Regions from separate parts of the Sus scrofa genome. Here region 1 is linked to region 2. The links are chromatin contacts, called in public Hi-C maps. All regions are on one chromosome and are shown on one strand. Each heading gives the region's core, a stretch centred on a gene start, on an enhancer-like site or on the middle of the called end of the contact. The rest is flanking DNA. Distances are from core to core; before and after follow the strand shown.

Evidence for each region. A called contact is a pair of places that touch in the nucleus more often than the background predicts.
Region 1: a Hi-C map of embryonic fibroblasts shows a contact between it and region 2, with 2.7 times the contacts expected there. The contact joins the enhancer-like site here to the promoter of LOC110255652 in region 2. A contact is called at or near these places in 3 of 5 promoter capture datasets (fetal liver, fetal skeletal muscle and skeletal muscle), 4 of 47 Hi-C or Micro-C datasets (embryonic fibroblasts, fibroblasts and skeletal muscle) and 1 of 2 datasets of contacts at active chromatin or transcription factors (skeletal muscle).

What each region holds. Positions count from the first base shown.
Region 1 is chr10:22,276,289-22,280,898 of Sscrofa11.1, reverse strand. No RefSeq gene overlaps it. Among named protein-coding and RNA genes, the nearest start is that of TRNAE-UUC, 360 kb to the right of the region's middle. Within about 2 kb of position 3,153, at least 32 of the 83 cell types and tissues checked have an H3K27ac peak or open chromatin away from gene starts, as enhancers often do. A contact at or near this core is called in embryonic fibroblasts and skeletal muscle, where this site is marked.
Region 2 is chr10:21,775,254-21,780,138 of Sscrofa11.1, reverse strand. It overlaps LOC110255652, which reads left to right and starts at 1,309. Exons shown (of 5, transcript XR_002336251.1): 1 at 1,309-2,236. LOC110255653 (a long non-coding RNA gene) reads right to left here. Exons shown (of 2, transcript XR_002336256.1): 2 at 3,564-4,885.

The DNA of each region.
Region 1 (4,610 bases), core at 1,904-4,403, 500 kb before region 2:
AAAGGAAGCACCCTTTTGAATAAAATAACCCGTGAAGCCAGAGGAAAGGGAAGGGTCACTAAAAGAACAGTGACAAGAAGCATTTGGTGAGGTCAGAGCACTGGTCTATGCAGGACAGATGCTGACAAGTTTTTAATAAAGGCATGGTCCAGTCTAGCAAATGGTGCTTAGGGCTCATAACGCCAGTGACAGAGAATTCAACACTCGGTTGGAGAACATGGAAGTCGTTGGTGGCGCTGAGCACCGCAAGAGCAGTTTTCAGTGGGAACTAAAACCTGACCTGTGGTTTAAAGAGGCTGCAGATGAAGAGAACTGGATATGGGGAAGAGAGATCCTATCTGTGTTTTGTAAAGAGGGACAGGGAAATGGGGCAGAGGCCAGATGGAGAAGGGCAAGTCAAGGGACTTTCTCATGTAGACACCATTCTAAGATTCTATGCTGGTTCGGTTCAAAGGGAGATTTTAAAGATGCACGGAGGTAGGGATGGCACACTGGCACAGCAAAGGCCTTGGAGAGTCACAGAATTTTTCTGGTGAAACTGTTTTGGTCACAAACACATATGGTTCCTGTTGTCACTGACTTAACCTAGAAATTCCAACCGCACAGTACTCTACTTTAATAAATACTATGTTTTAATTTTCATAGCTTTCTAAGCAGTGTGTTTAACTGATGCATTTTTCCTGACATCATCCAAAGGTACGTGGTTGTCTTACAAACAGGAATGGTACGTGCTGCTTCTGCTCCATGACGTGAATGAGGCAGCAGAAGTGGCCTTTTACCACAAAAATGTGTTAGAACACATGGACCCCTAGAAAACTGCTGAATTGCCAAGTGGAAAAATATGTTGTTCCTTTAGAAATGGAAATTTCTCATAGAAAAATGCAGTGGGAGTTTTATCCTGTTCTCTTCAGAATAAATAAACATAACCATAGAATAAATGTTCGTTTTTTAATCCTAAATCGAGAATAGATTAACTTTAAAAACATACCAAAGCATTTTTAGATCTATAGGGAAACGTGAACACTGAATATTGCTATTAAAATGCAAAAGTTATGGTTTTTTGCTCATTTTTCTCTGTGAAAGTAAAATAAATAATGGATCATTTGTGGTTGTTTCTCTACTGAGTTTTCTTATTAGTGGAGTGTTAATTTTATCATATTTCACTTGTATAATATATTATAGGAATTTTTACACTCTAATAAGTGCTTTCGTGTAAGAGCAGTGAACAGTGTTCTCAGTTTAACTTTGCTAAGCATGACTTTAACATCCATATTTCCTGAATTTGTTATTTGAATATATAACCTCTATCTCATTCCATGTATTTTTGGCTCACATTTTCTATGATTTTTATTCCCAGGTGTATGTAAACACGAAAAGCCAACAGGTAACCTATGTTCACTAGCAACTGGGGAATTGGCAGAGCATTAGCCCTAACGCCATTTCTCAAAAACAGTCAATTTGGCTTCGGGTGGCTGCCTCTGTGTGAATCGTCAGTTGAAGCTGACTGGTGGAGAACTTGTGCACCACTTCATGCTTTTGTTCTTGAAGCTAATTGTTCAGAACTTAAAAGTGTTCATGCCAGAAAGCCTTGTAGTGACATGCAAACTATCACGTTAAGAAAATAAGGGTCAGCACAACTGAAATATTATCCCTTACAGATACTTTTCTCCATGGTGAGCTTCAGTGGGGACATTTTTACTTTTGGATGAAAAAAACAGGAAAAGATCCTTTCAGCATGATTTCAGGTTTCTCACATCTTTTATTATTATTATTATTATTTTGTCTTTTTTAGGGCCACACCCACAGCATATGGAGGTTCCCAGGCTAAGGATCTAATCAGAGCTGTAGCCACTGGCCTACACCACAGCCACCGCGACACAGGATCCGAGCTGCATCTGCGACCTACACCACAGCTCATGGCAACGCCAGATCCTTAACCCACTGAGCGAGGCCAGGGATCGAACCTGCAAACCTCATGGTTCCTAGTGGGATTCGTTAACCACTGAGCCACGATGACGGGAACTCCTAACATCTTTTTAATGTAAAGCTTTGTGCCTTAGCTTATTTGCAGGTGACACAGTGAAGCATGGTTCTAGGTTTTAAACTTTCTGGACAACAGCATTGCCATAATATTTCCAGGTTGTATTTACCTTATTTCTTCTATTTACCTTTTAAAAGATGGTTTTGGCATTTTATTAAGGGTTAATATTTGAAGACTCCCTTGTACTCCAAATAACTTATACCTTTAAGAGTACACAGAACAATTTATTTTACTATATAATCCAAGTTTCTTTTACATGGCCATTTGTGTACTGAAGTGGTATCACATTATCTAAAAGTTTAATTGAACCTTAGAATTCTTTACTACTGAATTAATGGAAGAACTTCTATCATGTGCACATCTATGTGCCAAGTTTGTGTTTTGTTTTCTATTAAATATATCCCTTTTAATTTTATCTGAATAAAGGAGAATAACACATAGCTTTTCATGAATAATTGAATTAATCTGGCATTAATTTGCTTTATGTGTAAGCTGTTATTATTCTCCAAACTTATTCATTTTTGTGTCTCAATTTGTATTTTATTTTTTTTTCGCTTCCCCACCACTATCCTACTTACATTTTGCTGAAGATCCAAACATGCTCCTTATTGTAGCATGGTATGTATATGCAGCAGACATAATTTTTTTAAAGAAGATATAATGCATTAGGTTTACTCAACACCCATATTGGTGTTAACCACACATATCAGTGATGGAATTTGCAGTAGGGGATCCACTATGATTCTCTCTTTTTTTTTTTTTCTCATGTTCCTATTTTTGTAAGCTCAAAAGAGAGAACTTGACTCCAAAGACATGGTGTTGCTCCCGATCAAATTTTAAATGATATATAATTAGGTTTGTATGTGTCTTATACATTAAAGTTATATTCTTGGGAACCGGAACCAGAGACTTGGCTGGTGGCAAGAAATAACAAATTCTTCCTTCCCTTGTTTTGTCCGAATTCCTTCCTTCCTCTGTCAAACATCACAAAGCCCTCTTCAAAAAGAACACTCCATGAGTCAGAGAGATCCTCACTGCCCCACTCTCATTCTGTGTAAACCAGAGTCGGCACATGACACAGTTCAGCGCCAGGGCCCTGCCTGCTTGTCGGTTCTCCCAATTGACGTCTGTTCCCCTAATTGACAGCGCCTGTGACGCGTGTAGGCAGGTCTAGGCTCAGAGCAGCTCCCAGATCTGAGCACATGGGGAGGGGGGGAGGGAGAGGAGGACTAATCACTCCCGCTCCTTCATCTCCAGGAGAAGAAAAGCACCAGCTTGACTGTCCAGGATCATGTCAGAAACGCAAGACGACGTTATTTGCAAGGAGCACACAGGCAAGGGGAGCGGTGTCCCGGGCTGGACAATAAGGAGTTAGGAGAGCCGTTTCCAAGGGCCTCTGACAGCGGAGGTTCAGGATACAGCTGTGTGGCTGATCAACAAAGGAATTTTCAAAGGGTTCCTGGACAGGGATGAATACAATTATTCATCTAATGGCAGGTGCCGTGAAAGGAAGAAGTGCTGTTAACTCCTAATATGGAGAATGCAGTTAAGGGTCCAAGAGAATGAGAGCAAGAAAATTATAGAAAGCCAGCTCAGATACGCATGGCAATGCTGATAAATTAGTAACACAGCCTCAGGCATTTTGCCAAGACAACTGCCAACACCATGGCTCAGACTGTCAGCAGACATGTTTAGTACTATGTCAGAAAAGTCAAATTTCACTCTCCTATCCAGGGGAGGACAAGAATATATATATTTAAAGTGCCCCATTGCAATCCAGCCCATATATGTGAAACATGCTGTTTTTCACATGGTATCCTCAGTTTACTCCTGAGCTTTTTCGTGCTTAGATGGAGGATTTAATTAACGAAAAATCCAATCAATCCTTCTCTGAAAGGGATCATGGAGTCTTCCCAAATTAAATAGAGAGGCATCCAGCTAAGCTGGTTATCATTTGGAGATTCTTTCTCGCAAATTTTCAAACAGCAAGACAAACTTTGCCACACACAAGTCAGTCCAACCAGGAATTCTGCTGGGAAAGACTTTCATGAACACTATAGGTATTAATGATTTCTGCCAGTTTCAGCTCTGCAAAAACTGTGCCTGTTTCTTAGAGATAATGGTTGGGTTCTTCTGCCTCTTTACAAACCATTCCCTAATTTATCCCACTAGTAGTTATTGAATGTTTTTTATGTGCCAGACCCTTTAATAAAGCCTTGTTTATTGCTACTCAGTGTAAACTTTAGAAGAATGTAAACTATATATGAACCTAAAACGTTGCAGTTTTTTGATTATGTTGAGTTAATGCAACCATTAAGATAAAACTCCTAAAGGTGATTATTATTTTCTTTCTAAAATATCTGTTTCTTCTATCTTAAATTATAAGCTTCTGGGAGCAAGTTTTGAATCCAGGTGTTCTCATTTTTTTCTCCTAGACATTGCCCCATCAAAGGCCCTCAATATTTTCTGTAGATATTAACTCAGATATAAACAGATAAGCATACAAATATAATAATCATTAGAGCAAAAAGCAAAATATTAAACGAGTATAATTAAATAGAAAATGTCC
Region 2 (4,885 bases), core at 60-2,559:
GAAAGTTTGTTCCTTTGATAAATGTGGATGCTTCTCTGGTTGAATGACCACACAAGGCTCTTTCAGGGGGTCCAGACTCAAATATAGTCTACTGCCCTTCTAAGACCAATTTACCGTCCCGTGTGGGTCACTTAATGGTATGATGTGGGTCTGAACCAAACACACTTATGTGACTACAGCAGATATTCTGCATCCACTGAGTGAAATTTGAATATTTCACATAATGCCATATGTGTGAAATAGTCAAATGTGTTGCATCAGAAAGGGGAAAAAAAAAAAAAAAACTTCAGCAGCACCATAATGAAAATCTGTGCAGTGTGTAAAGTGGAGGAGCGTTGGTTTGAATCAAGGGCCATCAACTACCAACTTTGTGGAACGGAGTATCTGCCTCCTTTCCTCTGCTCTGCCTCGGAGATGACCAGAGCTAACCCAAGGATAACTGAAAGGACTGGACAGGATGGGATGGGATGTGCTTGGCGCATCCCCTGGCGGATACAATAGCCAGGTGCCTGCAAGGGAGCACCACTGTCCTCCTGGGAAAAAAAGTCGACAGAAATATCAGAGGTGGGTGTGCACATCAAGCAGGACCGTGATGGTAAAAGCAACTGAGTCCGGTTTTGTCCCCAGGAAATGAAAGTAATGAAACTTAGCCTACGAGTTGTCACATGTTAAACAATTTCATGAAACAGAGTGACGGGCTCTTAGGAGGTTTGCAAGGAAAAGCAAACAAGTCCTACTCCCTCGGGTGTTTCCTTCATTTCTTTTACACATCTGGATCCTGGATCAGGGTAAATGGATCAAGAGGTATTGCCCATCAGAGGCCTCCTCCCTCACCTTTAGCCACCGTTTCATGGGGAATACGGGATGCGATGGTGTCTAAGGGTCTGAGGTTCCCTTAGGGGACTTGCACCTCTAAATCCTCACAAATGCACTGGAGACTTTTAGCAACCAGGTGACTTAAACAATGCTGTGACAACTGAAAAGTGCCTTTTGGCTGCCCTTTTTATGGTCATTTTTCATTATTAAAAGAGGGAAATTAAAGAACAATTGGGGGGTGTTCCCATCATGGCACAGCAGAAATGAATCCCATTAGGAACCATGAGGTTACGGGTTTGATCTCTGGCCTTGCTCAGTGGGTTAAGGATCTGGCTTTGCCATGAGCTGTGGTGTAGGTCGCAGACGCGGCTCAGATCCCAGTTGCTGTGGCTGTGGTGGAGGCTGGCAGCTACAGCTCCGATTAGACCCCTAGCCTGGGAACCTCCATATGCTTGGGTGCGGCCCTAAAATGACCAAAAAGAAAAAAAAAAAAAAAAGAACAATATGGAAAGTATACTTCCTCTTCTGCCCTGCTTAACTGAAGCTTTTTTGATAGTGTTGCCTTTTAACCTTTTCCAGGGTTATTCTCCCCGCTATGTAGGAGCTACTCAGAAAAGTTAATTCTGTTTCTGGGTATCTCTAATGTACAACGTCGACTGTTTAGAATGGCAATTAGGCTTCTTTCCACATCAAAATAAAATCTGAACATTCATCATTGAAGAAAAATTGATTTTGTGCTTCCAAACATGACCGAGTTCGGCAAAGGGATAAGAGGATAATTTACTTTCTGTCACCTCCAAAGTTAACTGAGGAAACACACACACACACACACACACACACACACACACACATTTCCCTGACAGGCAGACAGGCAAATCACAGACAAAACTGCAGGGCAGGGGGATAAAAAGGGAAAAAAAAAAAATCTTGAAAAAGCTGAGCTCTTCCAGTCCCCTCCCACCAGGCTCCGTGAAGGATGACTTCAGTCCGTCTCCTAACTAATTCTGTCACTGTAAAATCCTACAGTCATTCTTCCACACATAAAGGACAAATAAGCTGGAGAGGAGGACCCAAGTGCTTTCATTTTTAACTCTTCACCAATGGAGGAGAAGGCAGAATGCCTAAGCTGTGTCTCAGTGGCCAATAGGATAGCTGTGTATCTCCCACGTGACTCACTGCCCCTGTCTTTCACATGGGCTGTAATTTAGTTCAATTCAGAACTGCAGATAGTACGGCTTTCACAGGAGCAAGGAATGCCTGGGCACAAGTGCCTGAGTTCCGAGGGACTTTGGGAAAACACTTTGCTCTCTCCCTCCTTCCTGGAATCAGGGATTCTGCACCTGCATCAGAGACCGTCCAGCCAGAGCCGCTGCTGTGCCTCCAGGGACCAGGAACGAGCACAAATAAGCGTTTTGAAATTGTAAGTATACATTTCTTTCCATCCAGGGTACTGGTTCCAATAGTTTTATGTCATAAGCATCCAATATGTGAAGATGTGGTTTTTTTGGTGCTCCTCTTTTATGTGTGTACAGAAGGGTGTTCAGCTGGCAGGAAAAGGTTTCCAAAACAATTGTTGCATGCTTGATTTGGTTAAAGATAAAGAATGAAAAATAAAAGTCAGGCATTCCAAGAGGAGCTGCAGGAGGCTGCACCTTGGAACAGTGCTCCGGCACGCTGCTTTGTTCGGAAGAAAAAAATGAAGGCACACACATATGTACTTACTTCACTTCTTTTCGCTCTTGAGTCTAATCAGATTCGATCCGTTCCCAAGAAAAATAAAAGGCAAACTTTGCTGACTCCACTGACAAGGACACCAGCCACTCTCCAGACATCTGACAGTTATTATAATTAGCTATGAAAGACGGCTAAGACACTTGGGGCAAGGAGCTCTTAAATTCTGAACAATGGCTTCAAGCCAGGGCTTTCTTTTTATTTATTTTTTCAACCACCACTTTTCATGTTCTAATCATAATAGAGACCGAACTGGTCTTTAGGGTTTTAGTCCACAAAATATGAAAGCACGTCCCGGCAGAAGGGAGAGGCTACTGAAAGGGGCCAGTGTAAAGACAGAAGCAAAGGACAGCTTTCTGTCCCAGGATCCAGCCTTCCATGTATAAAGATTTTTTTTTTTTTTTTTGAAATTCCTAATAGGGTGGAGTGAGGATGTGGGGGTAGGGAGGAAGCATGCCGAAGCTTCTTTATAGAAGAATGCTTAAAGAATAAAGTAATTGGGGATTTCTTTGGACTGGCACACAAGGGTATCCTTAGCATTGAAGTCACATTCACGGTAAGATTTTTTTTTTTTTTGATGGAGTTTCCAACAGAAGCAACATACAAAGCAGTTTTTTTAATTAATAAAATAATTGGAAACAAATGGGGGAGAATGATCCGTGCTATTGCTTTCTTTCTACATGCAGCGAGGGTAAACCAGCAATGCCTTAATGCCCTCACTTCTAGAATCATCCAAATCCTTAAAAAGTTATCAGCTAAGTCGCCTAAGAAATTAAACAGTAAATCCAACCGATGTGATTTTTCACTGATGCAGATTTTGACGGGCAATACCTCCAGCCAAAGGGGAGTTTGGAAGAAAACATCGTCCTCCTCATTTTTTTGAAAGAGAATATTAACTCCATCAATTATGGAAAGGAATTATTCAAAGGCTCCAGACATAACTAATTATGGCTTAAAGAGATCTGCCAGAGCAGAGCTTGCATTCTAATTATAAAAGTCCAAGACGTTCGGGAGGCTTTTTTTTTTTTTTTTTTAAAGAGGGCTTGGACACACATCTTCGCATAATCTTTTTTAAATACACCATTTTTTTTTTCTTTGTCTGCTCTCCTGTTATCCACACCTCCCCCACCACGGCCCACTGTGTGCCCAGACACCTGAAGACCAGACATAATGATCAACAGAGCCCCAGCCTGTCTGGACTCCAGCCAGGTCCCCCTCTACAATCAAGGAGCCTGCACGCAATCCCTGCCTGGCCTATCCCCCTGCTCTGTGCAGATCCGGGATGGAAGTCTTACACATACTGCGGAAAGATTAAAGACAACAATATCCCCTTTCTCTTACCCCAGACAGCCTCAATTTTTAACCCTTTCGTTGCCTCGAAAACGGAGACGTCTTCTCCGTTCAAATGCAAGTCCCCGGAGGTTGTGGCGGGGGGGAGGTGGGCTGCAACTCCCTCCGCATAGTGTACAGCTGCATGCGCCTCATTGGGTACAGAAATCACATCTCCAACGACCCACCGGGATATGTTAGGATGAACAGCGTGCTAACGCAACAAAACAGGATTTGCTTGTGCGGGAAATGCATTTTTGGATGAACTGAAGCTGTATGAAATCTGGAAAATGTCAAAGGTCTGTGAACGATTCTTGCAAAGCTTGCAGAAGGTTCTATCGTGTCTGATGATGCTGTTCTTTAAGCATCTCTCTCTCTCTCTCTCTCACTCGTTCAAGAGACACTCAGCCAGGCACGTATCTCGTTCTATCACGGAGAAACCCAGGTTTGCTGGTGATGTCATCACATATAAAATTTCGCCTTTGTGGGCCACATTTTCAATCACCTAATCGCCAGTGTCTGTTGGGTGTATGCCCATAGGAAGTTCACATGTGTGTGGGGTTAACCGACACCCACAGGAAAGGACTGTTTTATTTGTAACTATCTTTCTCTTGAAGATGTGTTATGGGCAGTATGGCCAAATTTATCAAGATATATGTAGGCAGGCAGAGTTTCCTCGTTCTGGGAAGCCTTATTAATATGCTGGTTGAACATTTTAGAGGTGGCTGAATTTCAATGACGTGAATAGGATGTAGAAATGGTGAGCATTTTGCAATCATTGGGGTAAAAAGGCTACAATGTCGATATTTGTTATGACTTGGTGATTTTTATGTGCCACTCAAATTTTTGAAATCTATTAGATCATTTTTACTATTTACTTATTATGTAAGGAAAGAATCTACACAAATGATTTGGAAAGCAATGCTCATTTCACGTGCTCTGGGTTAGATGAGAGTTGGATTAAAACTGTGTGGGCTATTATAGCGTTTGTATTTATTTTCAAGTCTCT